Regions from separate parts of the Mus musculus genome. Here region 1 is linked to region 2. The links are chromatin contacts, called in public HiChIP or PLAC-seq maps. All regions are on one chromosome and are shown on one strand. The core of a region is the stretch at or near the end of the contact, and the rest is flanking DNA. Distances in the headings are between cores, read along the strand shown. Region 1 holds the start of Mkrn3 (makorin, ring finger protein, 3). Region 2 has its middle 79 kb from the start of Gm42395.

Region 1 (4,758 bases), core at 147-2,646, 190 kb before region 2:
TATAAATTAGTGGCACTAAAAACATCTCATTGTTTTGAGGTTTCTTATTACTTAATGTCAGTTCTTTTGAAGTATGTGATGCTGGAGATCTGAGCCTTTTATTATTTTCCTTCATAAGTTACACAAGAAAAATTTTGCCTATTCTATTGTTCTTATTTCATGTTTACTTTGACTTCATCCCCCCTTATCTATATTGTTTGATTATGTTCCTCTTATCTTGTTTTATCGTTGTTGGATTTATTTAGTTGAGACTTATATTTTGAGTTGGATGATTATATCATATGCTTTCAGAGTTTTTTAACCTTAGGTTGTGAGACTCCTTCCAATAAAATTATTTTTCTGAGCATAATTTCATTTTTTTAAATAGTAAATAAAATATTTGAAGCATTGCTAATTCAAGTTAGTGGGTGAGGAAAGGAAGAAAGCATGATTATTACTAAAAATAAAAACCCACGTAAAACTATACTATAAAATTTAGTATGCCACTGTAGTAAGTACATGTAGCAGTGTAGAACTACATATAAAATTATTAGCCCAATAGTATATATCTGCAAAATGAAAAGAAAAAGAAAAAGAACTGGCTCAGTGCAGAAATGGAAATGAGACACTTTGGGGTGCAAAGAGGAGCTGGTATTATGAAAAGCTCTGTAGAGCAGAATGGGATGAAAAGGAAGGCAGGGAACAAAGGGTCTCCGAATCCAACCAACAGAGAAAAGTTAAAGCCTGGGTCATTCTCAGACCTTGCCTTATTAAGTCTTCATCAGGGTTGGGCAAAGTCCAGGCTTCTACATTGTTGGGGGTCCGGGAGAATGTAACAAAGGCAGGAAAGTGAAAGGCTCTGAGTAGCCTCGGGGCAGGGGATTCCCTCCTAATTAAAGTGCACGCAAATTAACCCTTCAAGGGAAAAAAAGACCCAAAGAATCCTGTCAGATCTACAAGCATTGAAGGAGAAACGCTTTGGCAGGGACACTGTCCGATCTTAAAAATTAGTAGCCTATAAACAAACGACAGAAGAAACTGAAAAATAATTTTTAATGTGAGTGAAATGTTTTATGTTCAAGCAGCAGACGGTAAAGGCAATGTGTGTAGCGTTTTCTTAACACACACACACAAATAAACTGCAATGTATACAACTGAAACCTGGAGAGTTTAAAACATCAACCTTGAGGGGAAACACTGTGGAAACGGGGATTGGGGGGTTCAGAGTCGCACTTAGAAAGCCGGCAGAAGCCCATCCCAGTGTCTCAAGCAGAAACAGGCACGCGAAAAACATGGCGGAAGCAACTTCCGGTGAAGCCCTAGGAATGGTGTTACAACCGGAAGTGTCCGCCTGCCTGTAAACAGGTAGGAACTAAAGTTTCCAGGGAACGGGGAGCAGGTGGGAAGACAAAAATCGATGCACTTCGCTCCGAGAAGAAGCTGGTCGAGCCATCTCCAGCTCCGCAATTCAAGCACAAAAAAGATATAATATTCGGGTTTTTGGACAGTGTTAGAGGCACGCTGTAAGATGGAAGAGTCTACAGCTCCCATTGAGGCCCACGCGGCCGCCGGCGCCGAGGCAGGTGCTGAAGGGGGGGAGGGTGTGTCTGTTCCCCCCCCTCCTCAGTTTGAGGCTGCTGGAGCTTCTGCGGGAGTCAGCTCGGCCCCTCTGCAGCAGGCATCGGGTCTGGCACCGCTCCTGGTGACTCCAGGCCCAGCGATCCGGCGCGCGGCGAGTTTGAGGCCAGCGCCAGCCGAAGGGGGCGGGGCCCGGTCTGGTCCGGAGCGCAACAGTGGCAGCTGGACGAAGCAAATCCTCTGCAGGTATTATCTGCATGGGCAGTGCAAGGAGGGCGATAACTGTCGCTACTCTCACGACCTTTCTGGGCGGCGGAGATCTAGGGGGGGGCAAGATGCTCAGCCTCGGGCCTCTGCAGACAGAGGACCCAAGATGGCCACTCGCTGGGAGCCCCCGACTCAGGAAGTGGCGGAAGCCCCCCCTGCTGCATCCTCAAGCTCCTTGCCTCTGATTGGCTCGGCTGCTGAAAGGGGCTTCACTGAAGCTGAGATTGACAATGCAGGCATTCGCTCAGCTGCTGAAAGGGGCTTCTCTGAAGCCGAGATTGACAATGCAAGCCTTGCAGCAGGTGCTGCAGCGGGAGCGGGTGCAGAAGGCTGGGAGGGGGCAATTGAATTTGTTCCTGGACAGCCTTACCGAGGTCGCATGGTCCCCCCGCATGGTCCCGAGGCTCCTCTGCAGAGCCCGGCAATTGAGAGAGAGCATATGGCTATGGGCATGGGGATGCCGATGCCAGTGCCAATGCCAATGCCAGTGCCAATGCCAGTGCCAATGCCGCTGCCGCTTTGCCGCTATGCTGCCCGGGGACAATGCCTCCGTGGGGACAGGTGTGCATACCCCCATGGAGAAATATGCGACATGTGCGGGCAGCAGGCCTTGCACCCTTGGGATGCAGCTCAGCAGGAAGCTCATAGAAGGGCCTGCGTTGAAGCACACGAGAGAGATATGGAACTCTCTTTTGCTGTGCAGCGCAGCATGGACAAAGTGTGTGGCATCTGCATGGAGGTGGTCTATGAGAAAGCTGACCCCAGCGACCGCCGCTTTGGCATTCTTTTCAGCTGCAACCACACCTACTGTCTTAGGTGTATCCGCAGGTGGAGAAGTGCCACACAGTTTGAGAACAGGATCAGTAAGTCCTGCCCACAGTGCAGGGTCTCCTCTGGCTTTGTCATTCCTAGTGAGTTTTGGGTGGAGGAGGAAGAGGAGAAGGAGAAACTTGTTCAGCAGTATAAGGAGGGGATGAGCCAGAAAGCGTGCAGGTATTTTGCTGGAGGCCTAGGTCACTGCCCATTTGGAGAATTCTGTTTTTACAAGCATGAATACCCCGAGGGCTGGAGAGATCAGCCTCCAAGACCAGATGGTGGTGGATCATCAAGCGCATACTGGCATCAAGTTTTGGAGCCTGTGCAGTTGCGAGAGGGAAACGTGCTGTTTAAAAGCCGTAAAAAAGAGCATTCTGTGCTTCGCCTGGCCAATCAGTTGCTTAAGAAGTTGCTTTGCCTGAGAGGCAGTTCTTCCTTCTCTGATGACCGTTGGCTCTTGCTTCAGTACCAGCTGGAAGAATATTTCAGTTTGAATCTGTAGTATCACGCTGTGGCATGTGGTCTGGTCTGCTAAAGCTCTGTTGTCTGCTGTTGCTTATTCCCCTTTATTGACTGAAAAACCCTATCGCTTTCAAAGGCTACTGAGGCAATCTTTATGCAGTATTGCTGTTTTCTTCTCTATTTCCTATTTCTTCTTGCTAGGATTGTGATGTTTCTCTGTGTTACAAAATAACAAGAAATCTTATAAGTATTGTTTGGTGGAATTAATATTTCTGTCAACTGATGACTTGTGATGTCTTTTTTCCAACAGGATTCAATCACTTCTAGTCTAGTGTTTACAGTTTCTCATTGTGAAGTCCCTTAAGAGTAAATGTGACAAGGTGACAAAAGTCTTTAACTGAATTATGAGCTTTTTGCTATATAGCCTTAAAAAAAATGGACCCTTACAGGACCTTGCAGCTGCTGTCTGTGTTTGTTTACATGTTTGTTTCTTCCCTTCTCTTTCAAGTGCACTTGTTAACTTGTGGTTACTTTGTGGTTCTGTTTTACTTGACCAAAATGAGGTGCATATGTTTACATGTTTTTATCCTGTTTGGCTTGATGTGAAATTATTTATATTTGGAAATATATATTTAAGAATGATATATATGCGTATATGTATACAAAGATGTATTTGAAAAAAACTGGAAATAAATATACACCATAATATATATGTTTGAAGTATTGAAATAAATGCAGAACTGAAAGCCCAGTGTTAAAGTCCAAGTGTGTGGGCTGTATGTGAATTGTGTGGATAATCTGCCCCTGCACTGATGTCAGTGATTAGCATCTAATAAAAATGACTGCTAAGTGTGGATCTGACTCTTTTTTTAATGGATTTACAAAACATGACTTCGAAAATTCCTACAATACCATTAACAGCTTCCTGGTGTTATAATAATGAAACAGTGCCTCACATGAAGTTACCATCTCATTTTTCTTGACAGAGACAATTCCTGAACTTAAACATAGAGTTGTTTGTTTTTAATATCTTAAAAATCTGGTTATTGTATAATTTATAAGCAAAGAACTTTTGAAAAAAGGTTTTCAAAATAAAAATTGTACAATAATGAAAGAAAATCGTAATAAGTAAATATGAGAATGGAAATAAAGTGAGGCATAGGAATTTTAAAATGTTAAACAGAATCATTTTGGAAACTTCTAGTACGAATAAGCCCTAATTTGATGTAAAAGCCATTTACTTATCAAGGGATACTTAAAGTGAAAATACATTCTACCTAAAATGCACAATTAAAATACAAAATCAGGAGTTTGAGGGGAGTAACTGTACAGTGACTGTACTGTAAGTATGATAGTTCAATTTTCTACTAAACATTCCTGGAGAAGAGAAGTGTAAAATCATTAAATTTTACTTGATCTGGAATATATAACTTCATTTTGTCTACCCATTTACTTTGACACAAGCAAGTGAATATAGAAATGGCACAGTTCACGTGTGTAGTAGAGAGTATTACCACATCGTTTAGTAAGTGAATAGAAAAACTTTTGTTTCACTGAACAGTGCAGATTTAAACCTCAGAATTGTATAGAACACAATGTGTTTTCCTTGACTGAAATTGCCAAAAAATGTGTCTTAGTTCTCTGGTGTACACCATG
Region 2 (4,357 bases), core at 1,003-3,502:
TGGACAACTAATCCCTCGAAACCCTCTCTGTTGCTGGCAAGGGGTGAACATTTGAGGACTTGCCTGTGTGATTCAGACACATGGAGACCAAGATATTAATGATGAGGCCGCCGATTGTGAAATTAAGCACTTCCAGGGAAAGTAAGTTTCATGGCCATGTGTATCCACGTTGCGTTCCAAGGAAGTGAGGGCCCGGGAGCTTTGTGATGGAGAGCAAAGAAAGCAAAAGCAAATGGAGCGATTCATTGTGATCACCTTGCTGTCTGCCAATAAAGCACTTCAGAAGTCTGTTTCAGAGACTAATTGTTTTGCTTTTCGCCTTTTCTTTTTGTTTTGTTTTGTTTTGTTATTTGCCTTTCATTCTTCCTAACACTATTCATAGTTCCTAACCTGTCATTTCATTTTAAGATCCTGCTATTTATTTATTTACTTATCTATTTACCTAACAAAAATCTCTTAAAACTCTGATGATTATATGATCCTGTTTTACAAGCTTGGGGCATGTTGGTGTGTAAAATAAAGGTACCTGCTTCCTTGTAGATTTTAATCAGGCTCTCACCAGATTTGCATGTTATGTTTATTAATACAGTGAATAAAAAGCGATACATAAAGCAGACCAAAAAAATCAAAGCACACAGAGGCAAGGTTGAGTGCGCCAGATGTCAGAGGCTTCAAGGATAATCAAGGGAATCTGGATAAGACATGTTTGACTTGAATTTTGATAAAAAATTTACAAGAGCTGAGTCAATCAATATAAGTGGAAGATGGATCTTCCTAGGCAGCAGACAAAACACTCCCGAGTATTCGGTAACTGAGAACAGGGTCTCTGTGGCTGCGAAGCAGCTCGAGTCAGAGGGTGATGCACACAGTGTAAAGTATGATTTTTCGGGCTTCCACTCGGGGTAGCGTTTTGAAAGGGGATTGACTTCAGTGTGACTCATTCTGCTGTGAGGATTGTATGGGTGTGGGGAGACACTGGGGTATAGGCAGGAAATCGTGTTAAGGGGTTATTTCAGATGCTCGAAGTGGGTGTGATGGATTCAGGTCAGGTTTCACCTATGGGCCGGGTTCTTACTTGGTGCCTTTTTTACTTTGACGGAGCTGTGGGGTTATGTGAGTTCCCGACAGAGGTGTGAAAGAAAAATCTATAGTAGCTCTATGTAATGTTCCAGTAACAGTGTTGAGCCTCAGTAAGTATTAAAATAAGGTGAGAAACAAGTGCTTTGCTGTACTCCCAGATCCGTGCTGTTCAGAGAAGCCTTGTTTAGCAGGACTCTGGGGCAGGATACTGAAGGTGTGGCTTGGATCACAGCCAGATTGAAACCAGAATGTTTAAACTTGAGTCTACTGGGAAAATGTGGTTATTAGCCCGAGCAGAGGGGAAAATTATCAAGGGAAAAACTGTGCAGGCATTTGTATGTAAGGCTAGAGTTCAGTAAGCAGGGCGGCTGTTCTCCTTGCCTGTCCTCTACCTTCAGACTTGGTTACAAATGAAGTCTTTTCTTCTCCACCAGGCTCTCTATGACTTTCCTGATTTCCCATACCAGTGAGTTATTACAATTCTGTGGAAGCTCAAAGCCTAAATCGTGTACGTTTGTCCAAAGTTTAAATACTGATAATACTGATAACTCATGATTTAAGAAAGCGAAAAGTCAGAGGTCAATTGCAAATGCCATTTCAAGGCCGTGAGGCTGAATGCGCCTTGAAGTCACTGAAGGATCTGAAAACTTGATTTCAGAAAATTGAGCTAATCTGACCTTGGCTAATTGACCCAGAGTTAGCTTACTTCCTTGCTTTAAACTGTCATCCTGGGGTCAGGGGCAGGTACCTGGGTTCTTTCCCAGTAACTGAGAACATTTCAATTACATTTCTGTAGGGAATCAGCCTCTCACAGCCACCATTTTACAAGCTCTCACCACCCGTTATGGGCCTTATCTAATGTCAATCACCTGAAAAAAAAACAAGAAGGGAGGCGATGGGCTCAGAGCAGCTTACAGACTTGGAGGAAGGGAGGGGGTGCTAGCACATGCGCACTCCTTCCACCGCAGTGCAGGGGTCTGCTCAAGAGGGAGGGGGATTTCTTGGCACATGCGCAATGGAAACACACTGCAGCAGCTCCCTTCTCTCGAGGAGGGGGCTTCCTGGCGCCTGCGCACTCTTACTACAGCATTGCAGAGTCTACTGTGCGACTGCGCCAGTTTGTCAGCTTCTAGAAAGATCTAGGGCTAGACAGGGGCGGGGGGCAGAGAGGGAGTTGGGCTGTGGCTCTTTGCTCCAGCCCCTCCCTTTGCAGCTCTCAAGCCACAAGTGTTCCTTTGCTCAGGTTACTGCGCCAACAGGCGGCTGCTGCGTGGAACAGAAGAGGCCCTTCTGTCCCCTGACAGCTTCTGACTGCAGTGTTTGTTAGGGCTTGGAAATGTTGGAAATGTGCTGTGTGGGTCACCAAAGTAGAATTCGAGTCAAATAACACATCCTAATTTTGGAAAGAGCAGCTGCATAGGAAATTTGGGTGCGTTGACAAGCTGAAGGTGAGCTGCCTGGGAGAAAGGATTACCTCAGCATTTGAGCCTGATGCCCTTCAGCCTGCCCCCAACCCAGGACTCTATCCCCTGGGGCCTCAGCTCCTTGCTAGCCATCTGCATTAGAGCAACACTGTTAGAAATGCAGATTCTCAGCTCACTCCAGTCAGAAAAAGAAATCTGAGAGGGCCCACCCTGGTTTTAACAGCCTTGGGGTGTTTTTGATCTATATCTCCAGATAGACACTAAGGAGAGAATGTTGAGTAAACAAAGGCCTGACTGCATCCCAGGAACACTGCTTCCCAAAATCTGACCCTCAGGTCCTACTCTCCTGCGGCTGACCAGAACAGGAGATGGGTCATTTGAGCAAAGCAATGTGATGGCCTTGAGCCTAGCACAGGACTTGGTCTTTCCAAAGACTGTTTGCTAACAGATACAACATAAAACAGCCTATGTGCTTCCTTCTCTCCATATGACATGCAAATAAATAAATAAATAATAAAAAAGGAGCCTTTTAAAAACAGGGAGTCATTCTTGGAAAGTCTGTCACTGTCCACTCCTTGACTTAAGATACTCACAGCCTAAAGCCAACTTCAAATTCAAATTCACCCGACCGGACAGGAAAGTTAGCTGACTTTTTCCATACTCTGAGAGTCACAAAGGAAAAAAAAAAAAAAAAAAAAAAAAAAAAAAAAAAAAAAGCAAAGTTCAGATTCTGACTTTTTAATGTGTGTAATAAATTGGTGAAAATTCAGTCAGACTTCAAATTAGCTGTATTTTGTATGCATGTGCTAATTTTAGTCTGGACTGGGGTGAAAAAAATAATGAACGTGGAAGTTATTCACATGTTGATGACTTTAAAGCTGTAGTATGTAAGTTTTCCTCGTTCTAAACCACAGTAGAAGCAATGAGGTTTTATTACAAATTTCTGGGATTTTGTTTGTTTGTTTTAGCTTGTACCTGAAAAGTAGTTCTTCCATACATTTTGTTTCCTCTCATTCTCATAAACCTTGTTTATGTATTGAACAGTTTGTTTCTAAGCTCATCTCTACATTTTGTTGTATTTTATGATACTTAACACCACCAAAAAGTCTACTGACTCAACATTTTACTTGAAAGCCATCTTGCCGTGGGTCATACATCATAGATAGGTACTTCAATTCTTTATCGGTGATGTTTACCAGATTTTTGTTTTCTAACCTCTAGTCAACTGAAATTTCTTTATTTCCTTGGGTTTTTCTAACACTTTTCGTTTGCTATATTTTCAGTTTATTCCATCCCATTCCAAAGTCTGTGACACAATAGCTTCTTTTTTATGAAATGTTTCACTTCGGGAAGTATGATCATATGTGTGTGTGTGTGTGTGTGTGTGTGTGTGAAAGAGAGAGAGAGAGAGAGAGAGAGAGAGAGAGAGAGAGAGAGGAGAGAATATGAAATATCTATGATATTCACTTTGCCCCAACTTCTTACTTCAAACAGCACTCAGCCTGGATATGTGCTGAGATTTCTAAATTAAGTTGACTCTGATGAGAGTCCAGAGAACCTTCTGGGCTTAATATCCTAGTGCCACGTTCTAGAAAAGAGATCACTCCTCAGTGTCAGGATTCTGAAGATTCCCAAAGGCTGTTGTCTTGCTTGAGCCAAGAGCATGGCTGAGTGTGAGGGAAGGAACACTTAGCATTTGGATTCTGCACTTCTAGACTTTTATTCTTGTGCACTAGATGGTAATTATAAACACATACAGTATCAAAACTCAATAATTACTGAAACAAAAAGCATTTGATCTTCTGTTCTTTTGACAACAAAACACAATTTAAACTTTTTTGTTGAGTTTGTTA

The links. HiChIP or PLAC-seq counts read pairs in DNA pulled down with a chosen protein or histone mark.
Region 1: a contact with region 2 is called in an H3K4me3 HiChIP or PLAC-seq map of neural tube, with 3 times the contacts expected there. The contact joins the promoter of Mkrn3 here to the enhancer-like site in region 2. A contact is called at or near these places in 4 of 15 datasets of contacts at CTCF or cohesin (the NIH/3T3 cell line, embryonic stem cells, pro-B cells and 1 more), 1 of 484 Hi-C or Micro-C datasets (embryonic stem cells), 10 of 115 datasets of contacts at active chromatin or transcription factors (craniofacial prominence, embryonic basal ganglia, embryonic forebrain and 7 more) and 2 of 9 other capture datasets (adipose tissue and embryonic stem cells).

Annotation. Positions count from the first base shown.
Region 1 is chr7:62,416,791-62,421,548 of GRCm38.p6, reverse strand. Mkrn3 (makorin, ring finger protein, 3) reads left to right here and starts at 1,396. Exons shown (of 1, transcript NM_011746.3): 1 at 1,396-3,956. The coding sequence starts at 1,508. The coding sequence ends at 3,142. The region is part of intron 1 of Gm32061 (predicted gene, 32061); the gene reads left to right.
Region 2 is chr7:62,229,161-62,233,517 of GRCm38.p6, reverse strand. No RefSeq gene overlaps it. Among named protein-coding and RNA genes, the nearest start is that of Gm42395, 79 kb to the left of the region's middle. Within about 2 kb of position 2,252, at least 95 of the 459 cell types and tissues checked have an H3K27ac peak or open chromatin away from gene starts, as enhancers often do. A contact at or near this core is called in craniofacial prominence, embryonic basal ganglia and neural tube, where this site is marked.